2 separate regions of the Mus musculus genome follow, and region 2 is linked to region 1. A link is a contact called in public HiChIP or PLAC-seq data. All regions are on one chromosome and are shown on one strand. Each heading gives the region's core, a stretch centred on a gene start, on an enhancer-like site or on the middle of the called end of the contact. The rest is flanking DNA. Distances are from core to core; before and after follow the strand shown. Region 1 has its middle 39 kb from the start of Gm36174. Region 2 has its middle 13 kb from the start of Bbs5.

Evidence for each region. HiChIP or PLAC-seq counts read pairs in DNA pulled down with a chosen protein or histone mark.
Region 2: a contact with region 1 is called in a RAD21 HiChIP or PLAC-seq map of pro-B cells, with 8 times the contacts expected there. The contact joins two enhancer-like sites. A contact is called at or near these places in 2 of 39 promoter capture datasets (cranial neural crest and hippocampal neurons), 1 of 15 datasets of contacts at CTCF or cohesin (pro-B cells), 4 of 484 Hi-C or Micro-C datasets (the G1E-ER4 cell line, cortical neurons, myocytes and 1 more), 1 of 115 datasets of contacts at active chromatin or transcription factors (astrocytes) and 1 of 9 other capture datasets (embryonic stem cells).

The regions. Positions count from the first base shown.
Region 1 is chr2:68,780,632-68,785,789 of GRCm38.p6, forward strand. No RefSeq gene overlaps it. Among named protein-coding and RNA genes, the nearest start is that of Gm36174, 39 kb to the right of the region's middle. Within about 2 kb of position 1,935, at least 95 of the 459 cell types and tissues checked have an H3K27ac peak or open chromatin away from gene starts, as enhancers often do. A contact at or near this core is called in the G1E-ER4 cell line and pro-B cells, where this site is marked.
Region 2 is chr2:69,631,813-69,636,813 of GRCm38.p6, forward strand. No RefSeq gene overlaps it. Among named protein-coding and RNA genes, the nearest start is that of Bbs5, 13 kb to the right of the region's middle. Within about 2 kb of position 3,554, at least 53 of the 459 cell types and tissues checked have an H3K27ac peak or open chromatin away from gene starts, as enhancers often do. A contact at or near this core is called in the G1E-ER4 cell line and pro-B cells, where this site is marked.

The sequences.
Region 1 (5,158 bases), core at 685-3,184:
GCAGCAAAATGTGGTGGTGAATTCCAGTATTGGGGTTCTGGGTTTGAAACAGGTGTGGGTTTATCAGTTACTCCGTCTCCTCATGGTTGAATATGACCCGGCACCAGGGTGGTCTGCATGGCTGCACTTGCTCTCTCGTAGTCTTCAGGGCTAGAATCAATGCTCTTCTCAGCAAAGGCAGCAGCTCACTTTTATCAGCTCTGGATGGGGCTGTTGAACAGACTCGGAGCCTCCTTAAGTTCCCAATGACCCCTAAAGTAGCAGTTCCTGTGAGTATGTGGTGAAACACAGGGTTGGACAAAGAGGGACCAAGGACTAAGAGACTTTACTTCCCAGCAAAGAATAGTCTATACCCAAAACAACCCCTTTCAAGAAGTCACTAGAGGCTAAAGAAAGACTGAATTAATGAAGGGGAAACAATAGTATATGCATAATGACATGTAACAACATGGAGATATTAATATTTCAAGAAGAAAAAATCCAGTGACATAATGTATTTGGAAATCAATTTTTAAGTCTGCCTTATACGGAAGCTTCCAGCAGAAAGGACATGAAACTCAAGTCTCGTGCCCATGAGCAGACACAGCAAGACAAGCTGGATTCCAGGCAATAAGGCAGAAAGATCAAAGTGGATGCTCAGCCTCTGTGTAAAGAAGATCGAGCAAGTGAACAAGAAGTTTATCACTGCCGAAGATTCAGGCTAAGGACTCTAGCTCAGTGCACCAGAACCTTAGTATGTGGCAGAGTGTCAAAGAGAATTCTTCAGGGTCACCCTGGAGAATGTCATCAAAAAGAGGAGCAACATGACTGTGGCTTCCGGGAGTGCCATCATTCTGACTTGACCAGTCAGGTTTGCAAAGAGGCTGACTCCCCCTGTGTGTAGCCAGGGAGGTAGAAAATTCAAAGGACTGAGAAGAGAATTAAGCTCGGCAAACAGCGCTGTGTAAAATGTATGTCTCTAGGCGCTCTTCTAATCCACATAAATTTGCTTATCTACGGACTGGGAGGGCCTTGAACATGAATTCTTTGAATGTTTGTATGTGCCTTCGAGGACAGGGGATGACCGCAGATGTTACTCAGATGTTTGCCACTGTGTTAGGACCTCACTACTCTCTTTAAGTCTGCCTGGCAGAACCAGTGGTCCTACTATCTCCATATAGCAAATGCTGAGATACAAGAGTGTGCACGTGAGCTGAAGAATCAAACTCCGGTCCGCCAGCTTCTTCAGGGAACACTTTGCCGATTAAGCCATCTTCTCCAGGCCTATGACTTCTAAAAGTGTTTCTCAGGAGCTGTCAGAGGGCCGGGGCAGTGAATCAAGTTAAGAATTGAAAGAGATATGCTCACAACTAACTGCAAGTCTATATGAAGCAGCCCAAGTTAGATCCATCTGAGCCAGCCTATAGTACCAATAGAGATGAAAACAAATTGTTTTGGCTCGCTGTTTGGAATCATTCTGCAGGAACAGAGAATTGAAACATCACCCCAAGTTTCAAAATTCTTGTTCCTGATTGACTAGTAGCTCTTATGGCCCATGTGTCCTCCATCTTGTGCCATCACCGTATCCGTGGGAAAATCATGAAGGATGATGAGTCTGGGAGGCAGAGGGGGTCTGGTCTGACCATATCTGGAAGTAAATCTAACACTTCCACCTGTATTTCATCAGGCAGATCTCTCTTGGACGATTGGGCCTGACCCAGGGATATCTGGGAAATGTAGTCCAGCTGTGGGTTAACTGTGTAAAGGTTGATCTCTAGATCACAAACTGACGTCCTCCCAGGAAACTTCTGAGTGTGAGGTAGGCGCAACAGTATGACACAAATATATGAACTTGTCACTCTGTTCCATTCTAATGCCCCTTTATACTTTATTCCCTGGCCTTTGTAATTATTCACCACCGGAAGTGACACCGAAGTGTCTGGGGCTGGGAGGAAACAGTCTTGTAACTTGAGACTAAGGGTGCCTCTGATCAGGAAATGGGGGCTCTGGAGACACTTTCTGTCGATCTCCCAGTCCCTGATTCATACTTCCTACATCGAGTCTACTTCTGTTAGGCATTTGTGGATGTTGTTGTCCTCCTGGCCATGCTGAAGTTGATGCTTTGGTTTATCTCCGAAGCCCTGCTCTTATCTGTCTTGGCAGCGTTTTTGCTTCCACTCCTGGCAGTTCGATGTCTATTTTAGTACTTCTTCCTCGCATGGCCCGTTGCACACGTACAGATGAGATGTCCAAATGAGCGCTAGCCACTTGCAGGAATCTGAATAAATTGCATCCTTCCTTTTCTCCTTTCTCAGTGAGACGCAGCAGGCTGAGGGTTACAGGAAGGAGCTGCTGAGGAGAGTGGGAAAATGATTCATTGTTTAAAAACAGCCCTCATGTGCACAAGGCAGCTCTGAGACAACAGCTCCCTATCTCCTGCAATTTTCCTCCTATTCTACCCCCATCCTTTATTCTCGTAGACTGTTTAGTATTAAATTTTAACCCAGAGTTCTACAGAATGCCCGGAAATTATTGTGCTGCTTCAGGGTAGGAACAGCCCCCATTTTCAGGTTCCCTTCAGTCCTTACCCTAGTTAATGGCAAATGTCTGACCATTAGCATCCGGAGAAAGACACGCCAGTTTGTCATTATTTTCTCCAGTGGCAAATAGTGATAAATGCTGAAAGGCCCTTTCCATGATGTGGTATTGTTCCTATGCTGGAACCACAGTTGATTAGGGGATAGAGGGATGCCATTTTCAAAGATACAAGTCCATCTTATGAGGTGCACTGGCCCTGGTCTCAAAATTATGGTCAAAGTTTGTGGAAGAAAGAGTATTTCCAGTCTTTCCATTTTTCTTGCTTCCAGTCCTGGCTACCTTAAGTCACTCTAGACTGGAATCTCAGATATTTGTTAACTGCTCAGAGTGTTCCTTGATGGTCTTTCCTCAGTGTAAAGAGCAGTGAGTTGATGGTAGACTCCAGCAACTCCAGTAACTGAAGTCCACATGGGCACTGCCTACTCTAGCTGCCCACAGAGGGATCTGCACAGAGCAAAGTCAGGCAGCCTCACATTGAGGTGAGGACCTGTCTCATCCCCAGCCTCCCATACAGATGCTCACACGTGAGATACCGTGGGCCACACGGAGAATGTTCTGGGAGCTTCAGTTTCAGATGCTCAGTGTTCTGTGTTTCCCCAGACCTAAACTAAGGAAGAGTTTCTCAAGGAGACACCTGCTCTCACCGCCATCTTTGTGTTCCTCCTCTCTGGAGATGCAGACAGGGAGGAAGCAGGGCCGGGGAATGTGGACGAACAAGGAAGGTGCTGGAGAAGTGAAGCGCACTTGATGCCTTTAAACCCAGGCTCCTTGAGATGAACTCCATTATCACTTGGTAAGGTCTAAAATGTGTCCTCCTCATGGTTTACGCTGGAGTTGCTTTCTTGGCTTTGTTTCCAAAATACATTTAGTTATTTTCACTTATTGTTCCTTATTTGAACCTAATTGTGGTAGCCTACAATAAAAATTCTGCACCCCATTCAGTGTACTATATTAACTAGGACTTTTTCCCTTTTAAACTAGACCTGGTTCATTTTTCCATGTCCTTGTTCATGTGCCTTGAACAAGTTATATATACACTTTAACATGGAAATCCATTTTATAAACTAAATCAGAGGACAAGAAATTTGACTCTTGTCTATCTATGCAAACCCTATTTTCCCCTCTTCTTCTCCTGTTTGTCTTCTCCTTTCTCCCCACACACATGGCAAGATGGCCTTCCTGCCTGAGTCCTGTGTTTATGTGACTTCCATTCAAATATCCATCAGGAGCTGAAGAGGTCACGTTTGTTATCGAAATTACCTAACTAATATGCCTTATGGTCCAATCAATATGGCTGATTTGATAAGCAAAGCATTTCAGGGAAAGCTCATGGGGCTGAGGTTGTGAGAAAGGATCACCCAATCTCTCTGAGATTTTTGATATGTTGCCCCATGTCACCAAAGACACAGTATTTACCATTATTGCTGCCAACCCTTTGGGCTCTCTAACTTTCTTTCTTTCTTTTTTTTTATGTTTTGTTTTCCTATTTTTGTAAGGCTTTGGGAATAGACATGATCAAAAATATATAAAATTAACATTAAAAACTTATACAAGAAAAATCCAAAAACATGGGGAAAATCAAAAAGTTTTGTCTACCCTAAAACTTAACAGTATCTACAGCCATGCCTGAGACCCAGGTTAGGCAAACGCTGGATACTGGTCTGTAATATTTCGTGATCCCAGCAGAGGGCAGGCCTCCCAAGCAAATGCCGATTCCACAGCACCTCCTCTAGAGAAAGAAGGGAGGCCAGCCTGAGCTGGCTGGTTCTGGCAAGACTACATGCCATAAAAAGTAAAAAACCTGTTTTCAAGACTTAGATGAATTATTGGCTGTGTACCTACAGTGGCTATTTGTGCAGGAGCACCCCAATATTTGTCTTTCCTTCTGAACTTCTGGCCTCTTCTTAAGGATATTATTTATTTATTTATTTATTTATCTAGTCAACAGCACACTTGAGAGTGTGACATTACTAACTGGCACCCAAGTTTTTGTGTGTCCTGAAAAGGACAGTGTTGGTACTCAGAGAACTGAAAGCACAGGTGAGCAGGCCTGATACTTTGGGTGGGGACTTGATCTGCTGTGTGGCTCTCTAACACTAAGACCCTGTTGTCCTCACCCGTGAAAGCAGGGATGACAAGAGAACCTTCCTTGGGTCTCCTGAGAATGAAGTGCCATCTCTACGGAACTGCCCACCTTCTAGCAAGTAAAACACTTGCAGTGTGATTATCATAATAAATGTCTTATCCCAGTGATATCACACCCATCCCTTATCACAGGGATATGAGCCTACATTGCTTATTATTACCCTTTTCATAATGGCCCTACCCTCTTTCCCACATGACAGGCAGTCTCTGGAGCATTACTGTAAGGTTTGAACTGTAGGGAGAGGGCACGTTTTCCATGGGACACTGATACATTTGAGCAAGTACAGAGAAAAATGGCCAACGTGGGGACTGGTGTGCTGACTGGGGGCTTGATTTTTTTAAGGGCACTTATGCTCCAGAGCCTACAAACGACACAAAAAGTCCTCATTTAAGCCTCCCTGAGCCCCTGGCACCATTTCCTCTGATGTGTCCTTCC
Region 2 (5,001 bases), core at 2,304-4,803, 850 kb after region 1:
AGAACTGGTGTTAACTTAGAACACGCTTGACCAGTTCTCTGCCAGGCTGTCTCCACCAACACATTGGAAGTCATTGGTGTGCAAGGGTAGAAAACCATGTGCCAAACTCTATCATGATAGCCTGGTACGCAAAATGAAGACATGTGAAATAGAACATCACCGTCAACATCACAAATACGGGTCATACCCAGTTTGTTTAGGGGAACAGGCCAATGATTGAAGAGTCACACCCAAGCACATTGTGATGTTGTGTTCTGAGGTAGGGCCATGTTATATAGCCCGGGCTGGCCTCGAACTCACAGCAATCTTCTTTCCCCAATTTCCCAAGGGGCCACATTGTTATCCTGATCTGTAGCAGGATGCTTGGCCTTATTCAAGTCCATATCTCCAGGGCATATACTAGACATTTAATAAAACTTAACAAATGAATAAACTTACAGGTCTTTTACATAAACCATCTTACAAGGGGTTTTTAATTATTTTTTGTGCGGGGTCTCATTATGTAGCACAAGGCTGGCCTCAAACTTGACAGCCCTCTTACCTCAGCCTCCTACCTTGCCTCCCAGACATCAAGAGATTGAAGATAGATTGGAGACAAGCACCAATGTAATTGTGCTTATGTAATGGAAAATCTATAAGACCCAGAAATAATGGACTCATGGGGCCCCAGGACTGGTGGATTCAAGACTTCGCACATCCTATGCCAATGCCCTATGACTGAACTACATCACCCACCTCATATGACATTTTTTAGCAGACAAAACTCTACAGTAAATAAACCAATGATTCCAGGAGCCAGGGACCACAGGAGGTTGACTATAGTGGTATAGGAGCAGGGAGGCTCCTGGTTGTGGTACTGGTTATGTGTCTTTTTATTATTAATTTTATTTATTTATTTGTCCATTTGTTTATTGGATTCTTGACAGGGTTTTTTTCTGTGTAGCCCTGGCTGTCCTGGAACTCACTTTGTAGACCAGGCTGGCCTCAAATTCAGATATCTGCCTGCTTCTGCCTCCCAAGTGCTGGGATTAAATGTGTGTGCCACCACCATCCAACTTACATATGTGTCTTTTACAACCACACATTTAAAAAAATGTCAACGTTAACTGGGTGTGCTAGTACATGTCTGTAATTCCAGCACCCTAGAAGTTGAGAAGGATGGCAAATTCTCAGCCAATGTGAGGTATGTAAGCCAGCCTGAGTTACATAGTGAGACTCTTTCTCAAAAATAGTCATGTTTACTGTGCGTCGATTCTTTAAAAATAAATATATGGAAAGGGAGTTGTGTAACCACCAAATGACTTAAGCAGCATTAACAGGAATCTAAAATCCACACACAATCACAAGCCTTCCACACACTAAAGTAATGAGATTTCATGTAAGGCTGTTTCTACAATGCTTACCCAGCTCACACAAAGCCCTGAATTCTACCCCAGCATCACATAAACAGGACATTGGCGAACATCCCTGCAATCCCAGCACTTGGGTGGCGGAGGCAGAAGGGTCCAAACTCCAAGGTGAGCCTCAGCTGCAGGAGACTCGATATCAAGAAAAGCAAGAACAAAAACCATAACAAAGACTGTGTCCATCACATCCGTTTTACTGGGACATTGACAAAATGAGAAGTAGCCAAGGAAGTGACCAAAAAACGGTTAGGGGATGCTAAGCCTGGGTACATTTAGCCTGGAGGGGAGAGAAATTTACACAGTAACCTATCTACTAAGTTAGGAAAGGTGCCCACTAGTTTACTGAGGCAGCCTGAGAAAAACCCCTAGCTGCAAGAAGACAGACCTCAAATCACTGAAGAAAGACTCTGGGATCATTCGAGTTGGGAATGACGTGCCTAGAGAGGCAGGGAGCTTTCTACTCCTGGGAATCACTGAGATTGTTCCAGCAGATGTTAAATAACCGCATGTCAAGATTATTGTTGGCAGGATTACTTCCTGAGTAGGAGACTGGTCTACTTAACCTCTAAGGTCTCAACCAACTCAATTCCTGTATCCTGCTTTATAAACGATGCTGTAAATCACCCTGGCCTCATGTGTGTCTCCAGCTCCCTGCGGTTCATTACCAGGCATGTTTATATACTGAGCACTTCCCAATCATCATGGACGTCAAACATAGTTCCAAAGAAGCGTCCAGGATGCTGCTTTATGCCGTCTCACCAGCCACGGGGAAGGAGAGATGCAGACAGTGAGATGGCTCAGAAGGTTATTGCTGCTCCATCTGGCAACCGGAGTTCAATCCCTGGAACCCACATAAAGGCAGAAGGAGAAAACCAACTCCACAAAGCTGTCCCTGATCTTTGCACACCCACTGTGGCACATTTGACCACACATCACCAAGCACACATTCACAGTAACAATGTATTTACTAAAATGTCTAGTGGATGAATAGAAAAAATTTACCCTGGTTAGGTGCTTGTGTTCTCTTTAATGTGTCTGTCTGTCTGTCTGTCTGTCTGTCTGTCTGTCTGTCTGTTTTAGACAGGTCTCACACAGCCCAGGTTGTCTTCAAACTCCCTGTGTGTCTGAGGATGACCTTGAATTTCGGATTCTGCTGCCTCCATGTGCTGTGCTCTGGGAGGATGATTCTAGTTCTCACTTTCTTTGTCTCTATTTCCTCTTTCATAAGGATGGCCTGAATTCAGGGTTCTCCTGCCTCCACTTCGCAGTGCTGGTACTACAGGTGTGCACACTGCACCTCAATGCTACTTTCATCTTTTAAAGTTATTATTTTAACTGAGTGAATAAACTGTATTTGAAGAAATGGCAACTACCAAAGGGGGTGGGGTGGACTATTAAAGCTAGGACAAAGTCAGTCCCTCTGCATGCCAGAATGTGTTGTGTAGTCCCTATGGGAAGCAGGTTAGCAAAGCAAGGGGTCTGTCAACTAGGTGGAGGCTCGTGCCTGTAATCTTATTACTGGGCAGGATGAGGCAGGAGAATTACAAATGGGCTATATAATGAATCCAAAGGCAGCCTGACTGGAGTGGGAGCCCATCTTTGAATGAATGAATGAGTGAATGAATGAGTGAATGAATGAATGAATGAATGAATGAATATTTAAAACCAATTTCCCTAGAATACACTAACATACATTTGCTTACAACTGCAGGATTGCTTTACTATATAAACACAGCAGAATTAATTTAGTCCCTGATCATCTGAGAAAATACAGAACAATATAATAAAGACATCTGTAAAAGAACCGGCATAGTCCTCACAAATGCTAGGTCTCCATAAACTCTCTGAATTCTATCTGAAGTCTGCTTGATGTAGTTAACAGTGATTTTTGCATTCCAGTGTATAATCAACACTCACTCCGCTTCGTAACTGCTGTCCTAAGAACTGGCCACACGGTGTCACTATTGTCCTAGAGAAAAACTTCAACGACGCTCCTCCCCCGCCACCCTTCCTGTTGTTTTTTTGTTTTGTTTTCTTTTGTTTTGTTTTTTTCCTGTGTCTTTTTTTCCCCCTTTAAAATTAGCATTTGGGGTGGCGGGGGTGGGGGAGGGGGTGTGGAGGGGGGAGGGGAGAGCCTGGAGAATTGGCGTTGAGGTTAAGAGCTCTTGTTGCTATTGCCGAGGAGCTGATTTTGATTCTCAGTATCCACACAGTGGCTCACAATCATCCAGAACTTCAAACGTGTTATAAAAATGTACATGCTGGGAAAACACTCATGCATATAAAAATGTGTGTGTGTGTGTGTGTGTTGCCCCTGTGTCAGAGGACAACTCTGTGGAGTTGGCACCTGTTTGTGAGTACTTCCCAACTTTTCAGAAGGGCTGGCTTCAAGGTAAGCACATTTTTTCGTACTTATTTTGCCAACCCACAAAGTCCTCTTAAAAGAACTAAGTCCTGCTCATGGTGTGAGAAGGAAGTGTCAAAAAGAGTGTTTCCTTAAAGTTTTGTGGGGTTTTTTGGGGGGAGGGGGAGTTTCGAGACAGGGTTTCTCTGTGTAGCCCTGGCTGTCCTGGAACTCACTCTGTAGACCAGGCTGGCCTTGAACTCAGAAATCCGCCTGCCTCTGCCTCCTGAGTGCTGGGATTAAAGGCGTGCACCACCACGCCCGGCTCCTTAAAGTTTTGAATTAATTAACCTCCCTTTAAATTTATTTTTATTTGTATGGTTATCTTTGCCTTCAGGCATGGCTGTGGACCATGTGCATGCAATGCCTGATGAGGCCACAAGAGGGCATTTGTTTCTCTAAAACTGGAGTTGACGGTTGTTAGCCACCATGTGGGTGCTTGGTGCCAAACCCTGATCCTCCGGAAGAACTCCAGTGGTCTTCCTCACTGAGCCAGCCAGTGTGCCCCCTCTCCCTTTAAAAAACTTTTGTTAAAAAAAAAAAAGTTTCTTTGTTTGTGGGGGAGAGCTTGCTCTTCTGGCTGGCATGGGGTAATTTTTAGTTGTTGGCCCTTCTACCATTTGGGTTATCTATATCAAACTTAGATTATCAGCCTTGGCAGCAAGTGTATTTCCCCAATACGATACCCCCCCCCCCCCGAATCCCCATTTTTTGTTTGTGTGTGTGTGTGTGTGTGTGTGTGTGTGTGTGTGTGTGTTTGAGACAGTTTTTGTTTGTGTAGCCCTGGCTGTCCTGGAAGCCCTGGCTTTCCTGGAACTCACTCTGGCCAGTGACCAGGCTAGCCTCAAACTCAAGAGATTCCCCTGCCTCTGCCTCCCCAATGCTGGGATTAAAGGCTATTGCCAACCTCCCAGTTATCCTTTTAATCGGCAGAAGAGCACTATATTTTTCTCCTAGGGGTTGTGTGGGTTTTTAAATAGAGATAATATTGACATAATTTGTAGCCAAGGCATAGGCACCTGTAGTCCCAGCTACTTGGAAGGACCAATTACAAGGAGGATCATTTGAGCTGAGACAGCAAGGCTAGCCTGCAATAAATACTGATGCATGTCTCTAAAAACAAACAAACAGGGTTAGCAAGATGGTTCCAAGCTGTGGTGGTTTGAATAGGTTTGGCCCCTAAGACACATG